2 separate regions of the Sus scrofa genome follow, and region 2 is linked to region 1. Evidence: chromatin contacts called from public HiChIP or PLAC-seq data. All regions are on one chromosome and are shown on one strand. Each heading gives the region's core, a stretch centred on a gene start, on an enhancer-like site or on the middle of the called end of the contact. The rest is flanking DNA. Distances are from core to core; before and after follow the strand shown. Region 1 has its middle 40 kb from the start of SRGN. Region 2 holds the start of SRGN (serglycin).

Region 1 (4,354 bases), core at 796-3,295:
TAGTGAGAAAGACGTGATTTATAGCTTGTGCTTGCAAAGATTTCCCTGCCCATTCTCGTAATGGCATCTTTCAGGAAGAGGAAGTGATGGGCAGAAGTGAAGAAAGCATACACTGTGAAGGGCACACACTGACTGACCAAAAAGGGCGGGGAGTCCTTGCCAACAGGATAGCATTACACTAGATACACGCCAGTCACAGATGTCACTTCAGATATTCTAGCCACTCTTTTAAAAAGTAAAAAGAAAAAAGGAAAAGGATTTCCCTGGTGGCTCAGCAGGTTAAAGATCTGGATTGTCGGTGCTGTGCCTTGAGGCACTGCTGTGGCGTGTGTTCTGTCCTTGGCCTGGGAACTTCGGCATGCTGAGGAACAAAAGAAAAAAAGAAAGGAAAGGGAAGGAAGGAAGGAGAAAAAAGAGTGAGAAAGAGGAAAAAAAAAAAAAAAAGAAAGGAAGGGAGGAAGAGAGGGAAAGAGAAAGAAAGTAGGAGTTCCCGTCGTGGCGCAATGGAAACGAATCCAGCTAGGAACCCTGAGGTTTCGGGTTCAATCCCTGGCCTCGCTCAGTGGGTTGAGGATCCGGTGTTGCTGTGGTGTTGATTGCGGACATGGCTCGGATCTGGCATTTGCTGTGGCTGTAGCGTAAGCTGGCAGCTGGAGCTCCGATTGGACCCCTGGCCTGGGAACCTCCATGTGCTGGCAGTGCAGCCCTGAAAAGACACACACACACACAAAAAAAAAAAAAAAAAAAAAAAAAAAAAAAAAAAAAAAGAAAATAATAAAGAGAAAGTAAAAAGAAACAGGTGAAGTTAATGTTAATAAAATAACCCCAAATATCCAACTTCTCTTTTAAGATACAATCACTATGAAAATTGTTGAGACATTCTCATTCTTTTTTTCATATGAAATCTTCAAACTCCTGTGTGCACTTCGCACTTAGAGCACTTCTCAATTCAGACTAGCCATTTTTCAAGTGTTCAGTGACCAAATGGGGCTAGATGTTGCTCCTCTGGACAACACAGTCACAGAGGCTTCCAGACAGATGAGCAGGATTCAACAGGGGTCCCGTGGACCTCTAGGGCTTCATGATAAGCTTTGGCAAATCCCTCAGTTTCCCTGAAATTGTTAGCTAAAATTTGACTGCATTTGCTTTTTCCTCAGGAAGTAGTTTTCTTAGATTTTCCAGGAGTCTGGGGTAAGAACTCCCACAGTGGGTCCAGATTTACAGCCTGAGGACCAGGTCCAGCATCTTCATGTTGCAGCACAGGAGTCTGGGGACAGAGAAGAGGGTGTCGACTCAGGGAACACAGCCCGGATCAAAAAGCCAGGCCTGGGGGCTGTGTTCCCCTCACTGCCTCTGCCCCCTGCCCCGGAGGGCAACTCAGATTCTTCATGTGACACCAGCTGTGGGAAGGGGTAGGGGTGGGAACGCAGGTCAGCAAGCGCATTTTCCATGGCTTCTTGCTCCTACAAGTGTGACACATTCTTCTGCATTCATCTTAGTTCTCAGACGAGTTTCCACAGAAAAAATAGCTTCCTCTTTTCTTGCTCTTGCCTCATCTTCCTCATCAAGCGGCTGTCAATCTGTGAGAGTCTCCACCCTGCCGCTCGGAGGAAGTAGAAACCCTTCACCCCCACCCAGGGCAGAGCTACAGTCAAGGCTCTTTTACAGTGAGAGTCCCCAAATTTGTTGGGTTGTCAGAATTCCTTGGAGGTGTTGAAAATGTAGGTGTCTGGGCCCCAGTCCCATCACATGTGCACCTCTCTTGATAGAGTTCTTGTGATTCCTGTGTGGTTGCCTTTGGATATGTTTCTTTTTCCTAAGGAAGGTAGTGTGGCAGCCTCACTGGGCTTTGTGTCACCTGAACTTTGAGGCTGGGCTCCTGCCACTTTCTAGCTTTGTGACCTTGGGCCAGTTTTTGTTTTCACTCCTCTGAGTTTCCATTTCCTTACAGGCAGAATGGAGATAACATGAGATGAAATCATTCGCCGCTCTAAGAGCCCTGAAGTCGCAGCCTCCCAAGCCCAGGCTTCCCCTCTGCTTCTAATTGGGAAGTTTCTTTGAAAAATGTGGTCTAGTGGCTTGAAGAACCAAATGTTTCAGACACCAGCACATTGAGGGGAAAGACATTTCCTTGACTTCCTCCCATGATGCCAAAATAAAGATAATCACAGCTATTCCCACCCCCACCCCACAATGGAGAAAGAAAATATTCCTGCAGCCAATTTCAGAGTCATGTGGAGGTTCCCAGGCTAGGGGTCTAATCAGAGTTATAGCCGCCGGCCTACACCCCAGGCCATAGCAACACAGGATCCTTAACCCACTGAGCGAGGCCAGGAATTGAACCTGCAGTGCAACCTCATGGTTACTAGTCGGGTTCGTTAACCACTGAGCCACGACAGAAACTCCCAGTTTCAGTCTTGAAATGATTCCAACTGACACTACAGACAAAAGCCGGTGGCTAGGATCCTGCAGTTTCCACCTGCAGAAAAAGTAATGTTTACCCGCAGCCTCACTCATTTAGAGACTCATTTGGCGGTTTTTTGTTTTTTGTTTTTTGGTTTTTTTTTCCTTTGAGATCATGTGTTTCTAAAAGTCCCTAAACCAAGTAACAAACTGTTTCAGCAAGTCCCATATTAGATTACTCCTCCAAATCCCCTGTGGGTGCCGTGAGGAACAATTATGTATTTCCCTCTCCCCTGTGCTGGGGGGATGATAGGGGAAGAGGGAGGAGCTCCATCAGCCTTGGCCTCTAAGAACATCCTGATTCCACATTATCTTCCTCTGTCCCCCTTCACTGCCCAACACTCCACGTAGGTGAGACTCCTCCTGGTGCCCCCAACACCCCTGGATCCTCCTCACCAGAGTCCTCATCGCACCTGCTCTCTTCTCCGACCAGTTGCTTCTCACCCTTCTAGTCTCACCTCCTCTAAGATGTTTCCAGGACCCTCCAGCTCCCTGGGTTTGCAGACCCCCTCTTCTCAGTACCCAAAGCCCCGATTGCCTGTATTTCCCCCTTGGCCCATTTACTGGAAGCCTGGAGTCCCAGGGAGGGCTCAGTACAGACGCCTCACACAAAAGAAGTGCTCAACAAAGCTTTGCTGATTGTTGAGTTAGATAAGAGTTTCCAAGGAGTGGAAGTGGAAATTCAAATTAACTTAGGGTCCAGACATATATCAGTGTGAGAATGGGTCTCCATGACTCATGTTTAGGTTGAGCTTCATTGAACCTGAAGTTGCAAAAGAGAGGAAACACGGGTTGCTACAAAGCAACCTAACCACAGAGTGCACACATCTTGTTTATTATCTGCCTGTGATGCTTTTAGTTTCAGTGACACTGGCCTATTGCAAGATTAGTTTTCTGGGCCAGGAACTAGGGCTTCTCTATTTGGCCAGGTGAAGACACTCGGGGGGCAGGGGGGGGGCGGCTCTAGTAAGCGTTAGAACCTATGTCGAATGCAGAAACACTTTTCCATAAATGGGCTTCCTTTTAGCAAAATGAATCATACAGTCAAGGAGGAAGCATGTTGAGCAAGAAAAAATCCTGCTCAGGGTATGTTTTTCCTGCGTCATTAGCTTATTTTATTTTACAGACATAGTGTTGAACTATGTAATGTATCTGTTTTCTCTTTTCTCCTTGGTTGCTAGGAAGCTCTGAGTCAACCCTATGACCCACTAAAATAAGATGTCCATTTCTTTTTTTTTGCTTTTCAGGGCCACACCTGTGGCACACGGAGGTTCCCAGGCTAGGGGTCCAATCGGAGCTACAGCTGCCAGCCTATGCCACAGCCACAGCAACGCAGGATCTGAGCCACATCTGTGACCTACACCACAGCTCACAGCAATGCCAGATCCTTAACCCACTGAGCAAGGCCAGGGATTAAGCCTGCCACCTCATGATTCATTTCCTCTGCACCACTACGGGAACTCCAGGATGTCCATTTCTGTATGTTTCTTGACTGGCCCTATTTTATGTTCATATCTTCATTTTTCCTCTATTTTTCTCACCATTTGCCTTAAGTCCTATTTAGAGTAAGGTGGAGGATAAGAGGAGAAAGGGAAAAAAAATTGATCTTGGCCTTAAAGGATAAAGAATCTATATAGAAGGAGATAAGTAACAATGATGAAAATAATACTAGGGAAGCTTTTGTTTATTAAGTAAATATTAAATATGATAGTTATTAAAATATTTAGCACTTATACAAGGTACTATAGTATATACCATCTCACTAAATTCTCCAACAGACCAACCAGGTAAGTACTATAGTATATACCATCTCACTAAATTCTCCAACAGACCAACCAGAATTGCTATTTTCCTCAGGTTAGTGTTAGAGATGAGGAAAGGAAAGCTGAGA
Region 2 (4,408 bases), core at 576-3,075, 40 kb before region 1:
ATTAAAAGTTTCAGCAACATACCTTGCTGGTTTTTTTCTTCGGTGATTACACAACAAGAAGAAAGTGATTTTATACATTTCCAATACATAATGAATGTATCTGAGATCATCTGTACAATTTTATTTCCACCAGAAGTAAAAACAAGAAAACTAAGTCACTTCGAAGAAAAAAATCCAGCTCATGTGTGTAATTATGACTCAATATTTCCTTTACGAGTTGGAGGAACTTAATGTTTTTCTACTATGAGTTCTCCCATCTCTTTATCAGGCTGTGATTTTCTGCCTTATTCAGACGTGAACCTTTATTTACCAAAGGAGAAGAAATTGTATTTTTCTTACAAATTTATCATTTTCATTTTCTTAGTCATTAAAGGTTTTAAGTTGTTTCATTCTTACTAAACAACCCTGAATGATAAAGAAACCTATCAAGAAATTTCCAAATGTGATGTTTCTCTGAGCAACAGCACAATTATTAAAATTCTTTGGCCTCTCTTTAAAATCTGAGAGGGTTTGCATTAACAATGTCTAACCATAATTGAATTGTCACTAAGAACAAAGTTTAAAAAAAGAAGAAAAAATACAAAAATTTACTCTGATTTCAAAAATAGCATCTCCCAGTGTCAGGGTGATTACAAAAATTTTGTATTATGTTAAAATTTGGGATTTATGTGGACACCTAGGGGTAGGTAATTTTCTATATTCCTTTTTTTAAAAAAAATTTCTGACTAGTTTTGCATATTCTTTCAGATAACATTATTTTATTTATTTATTTATTTTGGTCTTTTTGTCTCTTTAGGACCACACCTGCGGCATATGGATGTTCATAGGCTAGGGGTCCAATCGGAGCTGTAGCCATCAGCCTACACCAGAGTCACAGCAACATCAGATCCAAGCTGTGTCTGGGACCTACACCACAGCTCACGGCAATGCCAGATCCTTATCCCACTGAGCAAGGCTAGGGATTGAACCCACGTCCTCATGGATGCTAGTTGGGTTCGTTAATCGCTGAGCCACAATGGAACTCCAATTTTCTATATTCCTTTCTTGAGCTTTATTTATTTATTTATTTTTGGCCATGGCATGTAGCGGCTTGATATAGGATCTCAGTTCCCAGACCAGGGGTTGAACCCGGGCCGAAGTGGTGAAAGCGCCAAATCCTGACCATTCGATGACCAGGGAACTCCCTCTTGATCTTTTAAAAAAAGTTTTTTAAAATTTATAAACCATACATTTCATCCAAAATAAAACTGTACATTTCAATCATTATAAGAACTTATAAGGCTGCACCTGCCTCAGTTTAAATTTTTTTTTTTTTTTTTTGGTAGCAAACTTAACAAAACTCAGTCAGCGACCCTAAATCATTTTTTCTTTCTTTCTTTTTCTTTCTTTCTTTTTTGAGGGAGGCACCACTTTTCCAAATAGAATACATTCTGTACCTTAAAATTAATATAATCATTTGTGTGGACCCTGGGCCTTATAAGGAAAATTACAAAGGGACAAGATACCTGGGTCTTACCTTGAACTGAAGAATCCAAAATCAGGATGATGGCTAGAGCCAGGACAAGCCCACTGCACCGGAAGAGCACCTGCATTGTGACAGGCTCACTTTGGCTCCACCGCCTGCACACCAACCTTACAAAAGGGAAATGTAGCCGGGTGCTCTCTGTCCCTTTTAGAAAAGGTTCCAAAACCTCAAACCCTGCCCAGAACACACGTCACAGTTTCCTGAACAAATAGAGATCCACATCAAACCCCAGAAAGATTTAGACCAAAAAAAAAAAAAAAAAAGGGCAGCAAAATAACTATTCATACCCATTATGAAACTGCCCTGGACTCTCCCCAGGTCTTCTTTTTCAAAAGTTTTGTTGTTTGCCACTGGCCGGTTACAATTTTTTTTCCCCCTGCTAAACAGAATCATCATAAAGGACAGTTTGTTTTTTCTTTCTTCAGGTAACCATCTAAACAAGAGATTGCTGACATTAAGGGGCCTCTGCCCAATTGATGAAGTAAGGAGGCTAGATGCTGCTTTTTCACCACTGAGGCCATTCTGCATAATATGTTCTTGATTTTCTTTTTTGTTGGCAATAGCAGAAGTCACTGAGCCATGCTCAAAAAGTGAAACTTCAAAGCTGGGTTCTAATCTACAAGAAAGTGTTGTTGGATCTCAGATAACCAGTTTCTTCTTAGAGGACTCAGCTTCTCCCATTAGATCATCAGCTCTCCCTCTAATTCAAAATCTAGTGAAGATTTTCAGTTGCAAAGAACTGGATAAAACAGAAAAATGATTGTGCAGTCCTCTGCTCCTTCACACCAAGTATTTCTTATGATTTGATTCCATTTATACTTTGTTTTTTTTTTTCCTCCTGGTAAAACTTTTCAACTTGACTTTGGCATCCTCTGGCCTTTAATAAGCTAGAAGTCAGAAACAGGGGGAGGTTTTCCTGTCAGTGGGCTGCAGACTTCAGAAAACATACAAACCACTGCCCTCTGTAAATAAAGGAATAGCGTTTCCCCATCTCCTGGGGATCGTGTGCTGAAGACCGAGGGTCACAAAGCACAGGCTCCATATTTAAGCCACATAATAAACACAACAGATTATCACACTCCCTTGCCCTTGGGGCACACACTTTTTCCTTACTTCCACCCTCTCCATTGCAGCACATCTAACCCTACAATGTCCACTTTCCATTTTCATCCTCACTCTTGCCTGTCCTTTGACAAGAGGGAGGAGTTTCCTTTCTCTTGTTCTCTGCTTCCTGCTGGTTCCTTTACCATTTCCTGCTAAGAACGCGCCTCAGAAATTAATTGCTGAGTCGCCGTGGTGCAAGTCCACAAAGGTTTCCAAGAATGCACATTTTGACCTTCCTCAAAACCAGTTGGAAGTGTGTCCAGGGACTCTTCTGAGTGCAGTAAACAATCCGCAAACTCACAAATCCCGTGGGTTCCCCACTATGGAATACTGGTTTCAGCTGGAAATAACTCCCTCAACTTTGGTCGCTTTTAATGCTATCCTTTATTTATTTATTTATTTATTTTCTTTTTAAGGCTGAACCTGCGGCATATTAAAGTTCCCAGGCTAGGAGCTGAATCAGAGCTGCAGCCTCTGGCCTACACCACAGTCACAGCAACCCATGCTGCAGCTTGCAGCAGTGGTGCATCCTTAACCCACTCAGCAAGGCCAGGGATGGAACCTGCATCCTCATGGATACTAGTCAAGTTCTTAACCCACTGAGCTACAATAGGAACTCCTATCCTCCACTTTAAAACCATGGCATCAAAATAATATCCTTGTCAATAGCTTCAATAAATTCCCTGCAAAACCTCAGAGCTGATTACAGCTTGTGCTTTAAAATGGTAATTTTGGAGGCTTTTTCCATTTCAGTTCTTCAATTTTTAATTCTTTGGGTCATGGTGGGTTTTTTTAAAATTTTTGCAGCAGTCATAAGCATTTGCTCTGTTTCCCCTACGCTGACAACCAAGTTTTTTTTTTTCCAAATAGTCATCCTCCAACTTCATTTCCCTAGTCCTCTTCAAGCCGTAGAGGAGCAGGACACATGCCTGAGGCAGTCCCAAGTCCTGGGTCTGAGCTCACTTACCTGCTGAGAGATGCTGGGCCACCTACCCTGTGCTCTCCCATCGTTCTAGTTCTAAGGCTGGTGTAGGAAGCCAGTGAAAGGATGCCCATCAAAGCTCATGGCCGTGAGGGTTGAGTTGGCAGGGCAAACTCAAAAAGCAAAAGCTTCCTGCCCAAAGCTTCTTCCATTAACCAAAGGGGACCCCTATCTTTCTCTAAGCCTCCACCTCTACAAAAAGTTTTCCATGCTTTATTTTGTCTTTCTGCCTTTTCTAGGACTGCTTCCTCGGCATATGGAGGTTCTCAGGCTAGGGGTTGAATCGGAGCTGTAGCCACCGGCCTACGCCAGAGCCACAGCAACACTGGATCCGAGCCGTATCTGCAACCTACACCACAGCTCAGGACAACGCCGGGTCCTTAACCCACTGAGCAAGGCCAGGGATTGAACCCGCAACCTCATGGTTCCTAGTCGGATTCGTTAACCACTGCGCCACGACGGGAACTCCTAGTTTTTGATGCTTTTAAAAGAAAAATGCTAGGAGTTCTCGCCATGGTACAGTGGCTTAAGAACCTAACTGCAGCGGCTCTGGTTGCTGCAGGAATATGAGTTCAACCTCCAGCCCAGCACAGTGGGTTAAAGGATCCAGCATCGCTGCAGCCGTGACAAAGGTCTCAGCTGTGTCTGAATTCAGTCCCTGGTCCAGGAACTTCCATAGGCTGCAGGTGCAGCCATAAAATTTTTTTTAAAACAGATAAATTCTAGGCCAGATTTAATCCTTCATTTACCAGTCAAACTTAAATGCACCTATTTTACTTCACACTCATTTGATTTGC

The links. HiChIP or PLAC-seq counts read pairs in DNA pulled down with a chosen protein or histone mark.
Region 2: a contact with region 1 is called in an H3K27ac HiChIP or PLAC-seq map of alveolar macrophages. The contact joins the promoter of SRGN here to the enhancer-like site in region 1. A contact is called at or near these places in 1 of 5 promoter capture datasets (liver), 15 of 47 Hi-C or Micro-C datasets (alveolar macrophages, blood, heart right ventricle and 5 more) and 2 of 2 datasets of contacts at active chromatin or transcription factors (alveolar macrophages and skeletal muscle).

What each region holds. Positions count from the first base shown.
Region 1 is chr14:72,141,287-72,145,640 of Sscrofa11.1, reverse strand. No RefSeq gene overlaps it. Among named protein-coding and RNA genes, the nearest start is that of SRGN, 40 kb to the left of the region's middle. Within about 2 kb of position 2,045, at least 24 of the 83 cell types and tissues checked have an H3K27ac peak or open chromatin away from gene starts, as enhancers often do. A contact at or near this core is called in alveolar macrophages, liver, mesenteric adipose tissue and 2 more, where this site is marked.
Region 2 is chr14:72,180,785-72,185,192 of Sscrofa11.1, reverse strand. SRGN (serglycin) reads right to left here and starts at 1,825. Exons shown (of 3, transcript XM_013990411.2): 1 at 1,517-1,825. The coding sequence starts at 1,592.